3 separate regions of the Mus musculus genome follow, and all the other regions are linked to region 3. A link is a contact called in public Hi-C data. All regions are on one chromosome and are shown on one strand. The core of a region is the stretch at or near the end of the contact, and the rest is flanking DNA. Distances in the headings are between cores, read along the strand shown.

Evidence for each region. Hi-C and Micro-C count contacts between places; a contact is called where the count stands out from the background.
Region 1: a contact with region 3 is called in a Hi-C map of myocytes, with 2.0 times the contacts expected there. The contact joins the enhancer-like site here to the promoter of Prrxl1 in region 3. A contact is called at or near these places in 4 of 39 promoter capture datasets (embryonic stem cells, hippocampal neurons and liver), 1 of 15 datasets of contacts at CTCF or cohesin (stem cell-derived epiblast-like cells), 14 of 484 Hi-C or Micro-C datasets (CD4 T cells, the MC3T3-E1 cell line, the N1E-115 cell line and 8 more), 8 of 115 datasets of contacts at active chromatin or transcription factors (embryonic forebrain, embryonic stem cells, forebrain and 2 more) and 4 of 9 other capture datasets (adipose tissue, embryonic stem cells, embryonic trunk and 1 more).
Region 2: a contact with region 3 is called in a Hi-C map of bone marrow-derived macrophages, with 3 times the contacts expected there. The contact joins the promoter of Fam170b here to the promoter of Prrxl1 in region 3. A contact is called at or near these places in 5 of 39 promoter capture datasets (embryonic stem cells, epiblast stem cells and hippocampal neurons), 3 of 484 Hi-C or Micro-C datasets (CD4 T cells, bone marrow-derived macrophages and embryonic stem cells), 7 of 115 datasets of contacts at active chromatin or transcription factors (embryonic stem cells, neural tube and stem cell-derived neural progenitor cells) and 3 of 9 other capture datasets (embryonic stem cells, embryonic trunk and macrophages).

Annotation. Positions count from the first base shown.
Region 1 is chr14:32,815,379-32,818,376 of GRCm38.p6, forward strand. Tmem273 (transmembrane protein 273) reads left to right here. Exons shown (of 5, transcript NM_001163616.1): 5 at 1,469-2,590. The coding sequence ends at 1,493. Among named protein-coding and RNA genes, the nearest start is that of Fam170b, 17 kb to the right of the region's middle. Within about 2 kb of position 1,278, at least 9 of the 459 cell types and tissues checked have an H3K27ac peak or open chromatin away from gene starts, as enhancers often do. A contact at or near this core is called in myocytes, where this site is marked.
Region 2 is chr14:32,832,199-32,835,388 of GRCm38.p6, forward strand. It overlaps Fam170b (family with sequence similarity 170, member B), which reads left to right and starts at 1,764. Exons shown (of 2, transcript NM_001164485.1): 1 at 1,764-1,986; 2 at 3,121-3,190. The coding sequence starts at 1,878.
Region 3 is chr14:32,597,812-32,601,055 of GRCm38.p6, forward strand. Prrxl1 (paired related homeobox protein-like 1) reads left to right here and starts at 1,597. Exons shown (of 7, transcript NM_001347590.1): 1 at 1,597-1,735; 2 at 2,135-2,253. The coding sequence starts at 2,220.

The sequences.
Region 1 (2,998 bases), core at 28-2,527, 220 kb after region 3:
AGGGACGCGCTAGCATTTGACAGTGTTGGAAGCATTCTCTTCTTCACCTGCCTCTACCTCTTTCACCAGATCTTTTTTGATATTTATATTAGTGGATATTAGCTTTACAAAACAATGGGTTTCTTCCTGACATTCAGGGGGTGCATAGAGTGTACTTTGATCAGGTCACCCCCAACCTAGTTTGCTTTCTGTTGCTATGATATATAATCATGACTAGCTTGGGGAGAAAAGGGTTTGTTTCATCTTACAACTTCCAGTCCTTCTACAGAGGGAAGTCAGGGCAGTAACTTGAAGCGGGAGCCTGGAGATGGGACCTGAAGCAGAGGCCACAGAGGAAGACTTCTGACTGGCTTGCCTTCCAGGCTCACCCCACAAACCAGAGCCTATGGGATATATGTATTTTCTTACCTGAGGTTCCCTACCCTTGGATGAGCCCTGTTTATTGAGTCTCTTGTCAAGTTGACAGGAGACTAAGTGGCGCATTCCTGTTGCTCTCTTTCATGTGCCACCACACCATTCTTGTTTCCGGCTTGCCCACTATCATTGTCTGTTCTGCCGCTAAGCTCTGAAAGCTCAAGGACCACATGTGTCATGAGCTCCCAGGCACAGGCTAGGCAAAGATATGGCATCTGTTTTATGAACCTTTACTTGCCTTGTGCCATGCATGCTCTGCTCTGCAGTCTCCCTGCTATGGCTTCTCTTACACAAGAGACATCAGACACCATGAGATCGTTGCTGAACAGAGTCAATGAATAGCATTTGCAGTTAGGGAGCAGTCAGTGCAAGCATAAACGAGGCATTCGATTGTCGCTATAGATGATGCTTATGGAAAACAGTAGTGTTGGTGTGAATCCTGTCTCCTTCATAGAGATGTTGGTGATCTCCATGAAGATGTCCTGTAGCCAGGAGCTTTGTGCCCTAACCAGGTGTTTTTGTTAGGGTTTGGTTTGGCGACTTCATCTTTTCTTTCGTTTTCCTCCTTTTTTGTTTTTATTTTATTATTATTATTTTTTAATCATGGCTAGCGCCCTCCCTCCTGTCTGAGCTGATATAGACGCTAACAACTTGTGGTTTACAGCTGAGGGCGCATTTCCACTACATTCCCATAAGCCTCCTTACCTCCTTCCTCTTAGCATCTGCCCAGATCTGGACATGTTCTTTATATATGGACAGTGATACTTTGCCCAAATATTCTGGTTAACCTCAAGGAATGAGTCTCTGACACTACTGTATTAGAATGGGTGAAGCCTTGGGTTTGGCAAGTAGAAAAAAACAGCCTTGTGGCTGGTTATCTGGCTTCAGCACTGGCTGTAGGCATCTCTCTGTGTCAATCGAGGAGATGCCCTCTGGTGCTGACATCTGCTGGTGAGCTCCTCTCAAGTGCTCACTGTGCTACCAACACACAAAGCAAACAGTAAGAATGCGATTGCTCTAACTGTGAGTCTTCCACATTTCTGTCCCTTTCTAGAGATGCCCGGGAGATTGAGCTGTGAGCTGCGAGCTACATCAGAAGAGGCTTTAGGTACTTTGAGTCTGAACATCCAAGGCCAATGATGGATCATTACTTGAACTCAATATAAGAGCAGGTACTAAACGGACTACAATCGGCAGCCCCTGTGTCCCAAGGGAAGCGGTCGCTCCTGTTCTGGGAGAGTATCTGCGAGGGGAAGTGCTCGAATGGACAGCAGGGCAAAAGGAAACCCTGAATCTGTATTTCTCAACCTAGGTGCCCATGTAGGAGCTGGGCAGGCTTCTACAACAACATTGTGTCCACGTCAATGAAACCTCACCCCAGCATGGCTCATAGTCCAAGCCAAGACAGCTTCCTCCTCAGCACTGTGGGGCTGTTAGCATTCAGGCTTAGTTTTGTAGAACTCATGGCCTTGCAGTCTGAGCTGTCGGGAGATCCCCACTTTAAAGACAAACCGTGCAAGTATCCAGGGGAGCATCGAATTGATGAGTCAGTGTGCAATGCTTATCCACAGAAGAGTGACCTTCTGAGGGAACAGAGGACAGCCTAGGGGTAAGTGAGGAGAAGGACACTGACACCCCTGGGCAGGAGGAGATCCAGAGCATGCTGGCACAGTGCCTCACAGAGAGCGACAGGAATGCAGGCTCACATTGATTGCCACACACAACTTGGTGCTGATGGTTGCCTCGTGTCTGCATGAAGGATTCGGGAAACTTATACCCTGCTAGTCTCGTTATCAGGCTCTGGGAATGTTCCCTTGCAATTGAATCATTCCTGTCTTGGCAAACTCTGCTTTCCCAGTCTGCATGAAGGCAGGTGGTTGTGTGGTCTGGGTTTCCTCAGACAGGTTACCTTTATCCTGCTGTGGTGAAAGAGGAACTATTTTTCAAAACGAAGTGCCGCATTAAAATAACGTCTGGAGTCCCAGGGTGCCTTGTCCGCCTTGATAATGGTGCTACTCATTAGCAGTTTCTGTTAGCTGATCACCTGGAGCAGTTACATGGTACTCATAAGCAATCGTCCGTGTGTGAGATAGAATAAATCATCGTGTACTGGAGCTGGTAATTGATTTGTTTCTTTTAGCGCTGTTTTAATTAAAACATCTGGTTTGTGAACGGCAGGATCTCTCGTGAGCGAAGGTGGATGGCTATGGATTCTCAGTTCTTGTTTTACATTTTGTACGCACAATGCGGGGTCTTTCCTACCACTGCACCTCGAGACGTGTTTCCCAGACACGAGTTCGGTTTTCCTCCTCGTCCCCACATAAGCAGAGCCTTGTGATACTTAATGAAGAGGAAACTGAGGAAGGCATCACCCCCACGCTTACAACGTTGGATGAGCACTGTGCAGCAGGCTTTACTTAAGGCAAATGAAGATGGCTATGAGGTCACTGGGTGATGCGGTCTTATGGTACACTGTCATAGTGCGTTCTGTTCTTGGCTGAGCAGCGTCCCCACCTCAGGTGCTGGGGGTGGGGGCTGATGTCATGGATGGGGAACCACTGGCCATGAGACCTCCTGGCTTACT
Region 2 (3,190 bases), core at 514-3,013, 230 kb after region 3:
ATGCCTTTGTATGTATCTGGAAAGAAAGGTCACACAGTTTCTTCTTCCAGCTGTGAACAATGGTTCTCTATTGCTGCAGGTATGACTTCCCAAGGCTCAGTAGAACTCCCTGGTAAAGGTCTTTGTGTAGTGGTTTTACCTTCTGGGTGGAGTATTGCCAGATAGATGTTTGCCTGGATGATGTTAGGGTTGTTTTGGGAACATTGGGGTTCTGATAAATCCATCACTTTTTAGAACTGTTGAGAATATAGAATTCAAGGGACTAAAGCTGGTGAGACAGAGCAACAGTCAGCTTGATGCAGGAAGTGTGTGAAAAAAACCTATGAAAATGTATGCAAATGATAGGAAGTGCTACAGGAGAAAGAGGAGGATAGCCAGACTGGTGCTAGGCTGAGTTTATAAGTTGAGAAGGAGGTGGTTCTCAAAGTCCTTATGTGAGAGGGTCTAGCAATGTCTGGGAGCTACAGGGCTTTGGGGTATAGAGAGCAGGCAGCCACAGGAGGAAGGTTATGGCCTTGTCAGCCAAATGTAGTCACTGTTAATTCACTGATTTGGCAAGGACTTCTATAGCATTTGTTAACATGTTGAATAATGCTTAAGTATGGGCCATGTAATGAGAAAGATGAAGGACATCTCGACTATTCTTTTAGAGATTGCATTTGAAGAGAGACTGGATCTGTCTGGTGTGGTATCCATCCCACCACTCAGGACACAAAGTTGGGAGGTTGGGTACTTTGAGACCAGCGTGGGCTGGTGCAAGGTTGACCTCAGCTACACGAGGAAATACTGCCTCCAAAAACAAACAGGGAAGATAATTGTGTGTGAATATGTATGGCTGATGCGGTTAAGGGAAAACAAAGAACCTGGGACCCAGAACAAACAGGAAGAACAAGGTCAAGACCCCTGAGCCTAGGGAGAGGAGGCGTCCACTGTGTGGACAGCCAAGAGGAGGTGATACTACAGAAGCTGGGCAAAGCATGCCGAAAGGGAAGTCTGCTTCCTTTCTGTGGGAGTGGCAGAGAGTTCTGGGGAGCCTAAGCAGGCTGGGTGGGCACCTCAGAGACAAGCATTCTGACAAAACTCTTTCTATGGTGTGAAGTTAGGCTGTGTTGATGTTCGGTGCTGGCTGTTTATTTGTGAGCCTATCCATGGCTCAGTTCATATGATATGAGATCGTGTGCGTGTATGTGTATGTGTGTGTACGGCTGAGTGTTATGTACTTCATATGCTTGTGTGTCAGCCAGTGTGAATGCTGTGAACATATACTAATGTACTATGTCTATGTGTCTATGTATGTTTTAACATGTGTATCTAAGTGATTGTGTATGTGAACATTCACACTTGTGTAAGTGCCTGTGTGTTTGCCTGAAATTTTTTCATTTTATGTTTATAGCTGTTTTGCCTGCATTTATCTCTGCTCTTTATGAGGGCAGTGCCTGCAGAGGCCAGAAGAAGTCATCCAATTCCCTGAAACTGGAATTTCAGGTGGTGCCATATGGGTGATGGGAATCGAATCTGTGAACTCTGCGAGAATAGTCAGGGCTATTAACCTCTGAGCCATCTCTCCAATCCCTGCATTTAAGTCTTTATGCCTGCACACATACTTGAAAGCATGCGTCTGGGGTTTGTGTTTGTGTTCCTGAGAAGAAACTGGGGAGAAAAGGTCACAGAGGGAAATAACCTCATACTTTCCTGGTAACCTGGCAGGGACGTTTAGTCTTGCCAAGGGTCACAGAACAGACCCGTGTCACTGATGACATCACAGAATAAAGCCAGGCTCCTAGAGACCATGTGGCCACTCAGGTTGGGGCTGGCTGGAGGGCTTCAGCACAGCCAACCCCAGCTCTCAACGAGATTCTGGGTGCCGGTTTGAAGTCATGAAACACCATCTCATTGAGCATAGGGGAGAACAGACACCTGGGACCGCCGTGGGCATGGCCAGCCCAGACGCCGCAGAGGAGAGCACAGGAGTGTGCTGGCCAGGTGGTCAGTAGATGGGGAAGGGGATGTTGTTATCAAAGGGGTGTGTTGATCACACAAAGCAGATGAGAAAAGTGGTCTTTAGGGGAAGCTGGTACTTCTTATGTTGTTGTGCATCTATGGGGCTATTTCAGGGGCTATGTGGACAATAATGAAACCTTTATGTATTGATTTTGATGTGTGTTTGAAGAAAAAAATAATGTTAATCGTGTAAGACCTGTAGCAACATAAACATTCCTTTATAGTCCATGGGTACATGCTAATCTAGAAAGCCAACTCATTGAATCCCAGGGTGTATCTGCAGGCAGCGCTTTAGGAGGAGATCTGCCTCTGGAGCCAAGTGGCTCCGTCTGGTGTGCAGATCCTCTGCCACCGTCTCCTGGGTGGGATGAAAATCAGGAGAGCGAAATCTCTAAGGCTTGTTGTGAATCTTAAAGGAATGACGGCATAGTACACTCTTACATGGTGACAGGGACACAATTGGATGAGAGGCCACCCGAGACAGAGATAAGTCACAGACAGAGGCAGCGAAGCCGGGGCTTCACTACTCCACATCCCTGTTCCATTCTTGGTTTCCACGTGGGTTTTATTGAACTGATGTCTGCACAGCATGTGATGCGTATAGTGGAAGGAACTGTGACACTGTTCGTGTGACAACCACAGCCAAAGCAGACAATTATCACGACCCCCAAGAGTTCCCTAAGGCTCCTCTATGTCCTGCTCACCCCTCCAGCTCTTAGTGACTATTCTGTCCCTACCAATTTGCTTTCTCTAGAATGTCTTCTAAGTGAGATCATGGGATGGCTTCTTTCAGGTAGCAGGTACATTACTTCTTGTGTCTGTTTTGCACACATTTCCTGGCTTGTTTATTTTAATTCAAGAATACAATTACATTCTGTGGTCGTATCTTAATTTACTTTCCAGTTTACCAGGTGCTGGCTTTTCACACCTCATTTGATAACCTTGACACGTTCTTTTATCCTTATCTCCCTGTGAGATCGTTTTATGGTCATCACTGGTGAGTAACAAGCACCTTCCCTAAGCCGCCAAAATCTGTATGATTTTGTTTCTGATTTCTCAGGGAAGTTACGCATGGAGCCTTTCTGAGCACACTGATGAAACTGTCCTTCCACTTCTCAGGGGCCATGAGGAGGAATGAGTCATCTCCGCGGCCAGGGCCTGCCTTCCTCCCTGACGATGACATCTACTT
Region 3 (3,244 bases), core at 347-2,846:
CCCGCGAGTTCGTCGTGGCCTGGGACCGAGAAAGGGTCTGCTCCGGGCCTCGAAGCTGTGTACTGGCCGGGTGGTCGCGCCATCCACCGCACGGGGCGGCTTGGCTCGCCGACGTTCTCCACTCGGGCCCGCCGCTTGGTCTTGCGGGAGTCTGTGGCCCTGGAGGAGAGCTGGCGCGGCGGGTCTGTTCGCTCCGAGCCGAGCAGTCATTTTCCAGCCTCTTCTTGCTCCCAGCAGGGCCGATTCCGGCCGGGAGCGGCTGAGCCTAGAAAGGGCCGCTTGAGTGCAAGAGGCCCAGCCCAGCCTTGAGTCCGCCGGAGCGGTGCCGCGTTTCTTCCTGGCTGTTTTCCCAGGGGTGTCCACTGGCCGGCCAGAGCCTCAGCACTCAGTTCTCCAGCTCCGCGCTACTTGCCCCGGTCGCTGGTCCACGAGTGGGCCCGCCAGGCCTTTTGTTTCCAAAGCTCTGTGTCTTTAAGATCAAGGGTGGATCTCAGGCCGGGCAGGGACCCGACCCACCACTCCGCCAAGGCTCTCAAACGCAGCATTAGAATGTTTATAAAATATTCAATTTATGTAGTCTGTCCAAGAAGCCATTGTCCCAAAATAAAATCGGCAGTCTAGACGGAACACAGACACCAGAACTTATCAACAGTTGTCTGATTCGCATCTTCTGATGCATCTTGAGTGGGTCATAATACCAACTTTATTTTCAGTGGTGCATAAATTAATTACACGCATTTAATAACCAAAATATCATTATATTCCCCCTTTAATATCATAAAGGCTTTCCGCCAGGGAAGCACTTAATAGTGCAGGGGGCCGTAACGGGCTATTATCCTGGTGTAATGCTATTACAGAACCAATTATGCGCCATTAGACTTGCTTTTTTTGCAGTTTATGTGATTTGATCCAATCCCGCGCCCCTGACTTGAAAATTTCAACCCGGTACTTTAGAGTTTAATTTTCACCCAGGCAGAGAGAAGGGCGGTCTCTCTCCGCTGAGTGTCTGCCTCGGATGCATTTTAAAAGTAATTGCGAAGGGTCCCACTGCATATCATTTGCAGGGAGAAGCGAACATAAATTCAGGGACCCCTTGCTGAGAACAAAATCAAACTTTCCTTTTGTACGATCGCTTGGAAAGGGAAGCCGTGTGCAAAGAGTACCCCCAAAACCCATCCGGCGGCGACAATTAGCAGCGCTTTGGTAATTTTGCAGTCCTGGAGTCTCCAGGCCTCTGACAAGGGCGAGCCCAAATCCAATCTCACTCAGAGAAAGAAGGGTTGAGACTGAGGGGGCCCAGAGGGCTGGGGTTGGGGTGAGTGTTTAAAACATAATCTCTTTTGGGTGGGGGATGATATTGGTAGCTGTTGTTTTTATCTTCGTTTAAAAGAAAAAAAGGGAAAAACATTCCTGATGTTTGCTGAGAAGTGACGGATTTTTTTTTTTTTTTACACCACGTGGGCCATTTGTAAGGCCCAATAGACCTATCCAAGTTACTCGCTGTAGACAGCGCTGGAAATAATCAGATTAAGGCCAATTATGCGTGAGATTATAAAGGCGAGTGCTGAGCGGCGGCGCGCGCTGTAGACAGACAGCAAGACATCTGGCCACTTCCCCAGTCACTTCTCTGGTCCTGCGGGCGCCAGCAGCGCCAAGCCCCGCCCGCCGCCAGCCGAGCCCCGCGTGCGGACTAGAGGCGAGCGCACTCCGGCCTTCTCGCCCGCCTCCCGCAGAGGTAGGCAGGGTTCCCGTGCTGCTCCCCCGGCTCCCTGCGCTGGGCCTTGGGACTTCACCGGCTTTTGGCCCGAGCTGCTGCGCTTGCAGATGGCCTTGCGCGATCGCCGGACCCAGCTGCGGTGGCCAAGTGCAGGGCTTGTGGTTGGGACCCCTGAGAACCAGGAGCCAGACTGTGCCCAGCTTGGTGAGGGCGCGGTTGTCCAGCAGCAGGACCTATGCCGAAGGCTGACCGTAGGGTCGTGGCTTGGGAAGGGAGGTGCAACCACTTCTCCCACCATCCCCGCGGTGGCCCCAGGGGACCAAGGGCTTCGGGAAGGGCTTAGTAGGAGGAGCACTCCCTGTGATCCTCGGGGTGTGCGGGCAGGAGACTCAGGCTCTATTGCTGTTTGCTTTGCAGCCAGGCCGGAGCCACGCACAGGCACAAGTCTGCCAGGCCGCTACCAGCCCTGGTCCAGCCATCAGGGCCCATCCGACCGTCGGCGATGTTTTATTTCCACTGTCCGCCACAGCTAGAGGGTGAGTAAGCGCCGCTTTCCCGGGCTGTTTGGCCAGGCCAAGCTAGCCAAAAGGGCCGGGCCACAAAAGGGTTGATAAGTATTGGGGTCTTCGCCCCACAAGGTGGCAGCCTCTTGGCAGGGTTTAGGGGTACCCTTAGCCCCCCCCTACATCCAGCTCCATCCCTCCGCCCTGGTGCCACCTGCCTCCCACCTCCCTCTCCGCCTGGGTCGCGCTGCCCCGGGCTATGGGTGCCTCAGGGACGCCTGGTCCTCCCAGCACAGATGCTGGTGTCACGCCTCTAATCGGGGCTCCTCCGCCCAGGGGGCCCGCATCAATCTTTCACGGTGTTTTGCTAACATCCCAGAAAACCAAAGCAAGTTGAACTGCCCTCTGAGTCCTGGGCTCCACTACGTGTCAGGAAGGGCCTACTCTCACCCTGGGCGTTGGCAAGAGTGCTCCGGGATCGCACACGAAATTCTGGACAACTTAAAGTCAGTTTCTAGCGGCAAAGCTGTCCCTGGATGCAAGCTCCCTGATAGTTACCTGTCAGGAGTGTCCAGGAATAGTTTCATCTCAGCGATTTACTGAATTTCTGACTACAAATGACCAGCTCGTCAGCCCCCAGGACCAGGGTCTGGTTGTTTAAGGTCTCTAGACCTTAGGGGGGAAATGCCTTTCCCTATTCCTGGTGTGTTTTCTTCTCCCAGTTGTTAAGTGGGGCAGGGGTAGTGAGAAGTGAGAGAAGCTTGCATCCCTGGGTGTCTCTAACCAGGGCCTGGGAACCAAAGGGTGAGTTCTTCCTGGCAGTGATCTGTAGCGTCAGGTGTACATACTCCCCCCCCCCTCGCTCCCCCCCCCCCCCCCCCGTGCTTGTGCTGTGGTTTGGAGGAGACACTCAAAGGTTTATAATTCCGGGACACTTGTCCACCTTGCTGTAGGTTGCCTTGAGCAGTCTTCAGTCTCAGCCACGATTTGGGAAAGTTTGTTTTCATTTTCTATATACAAGCCC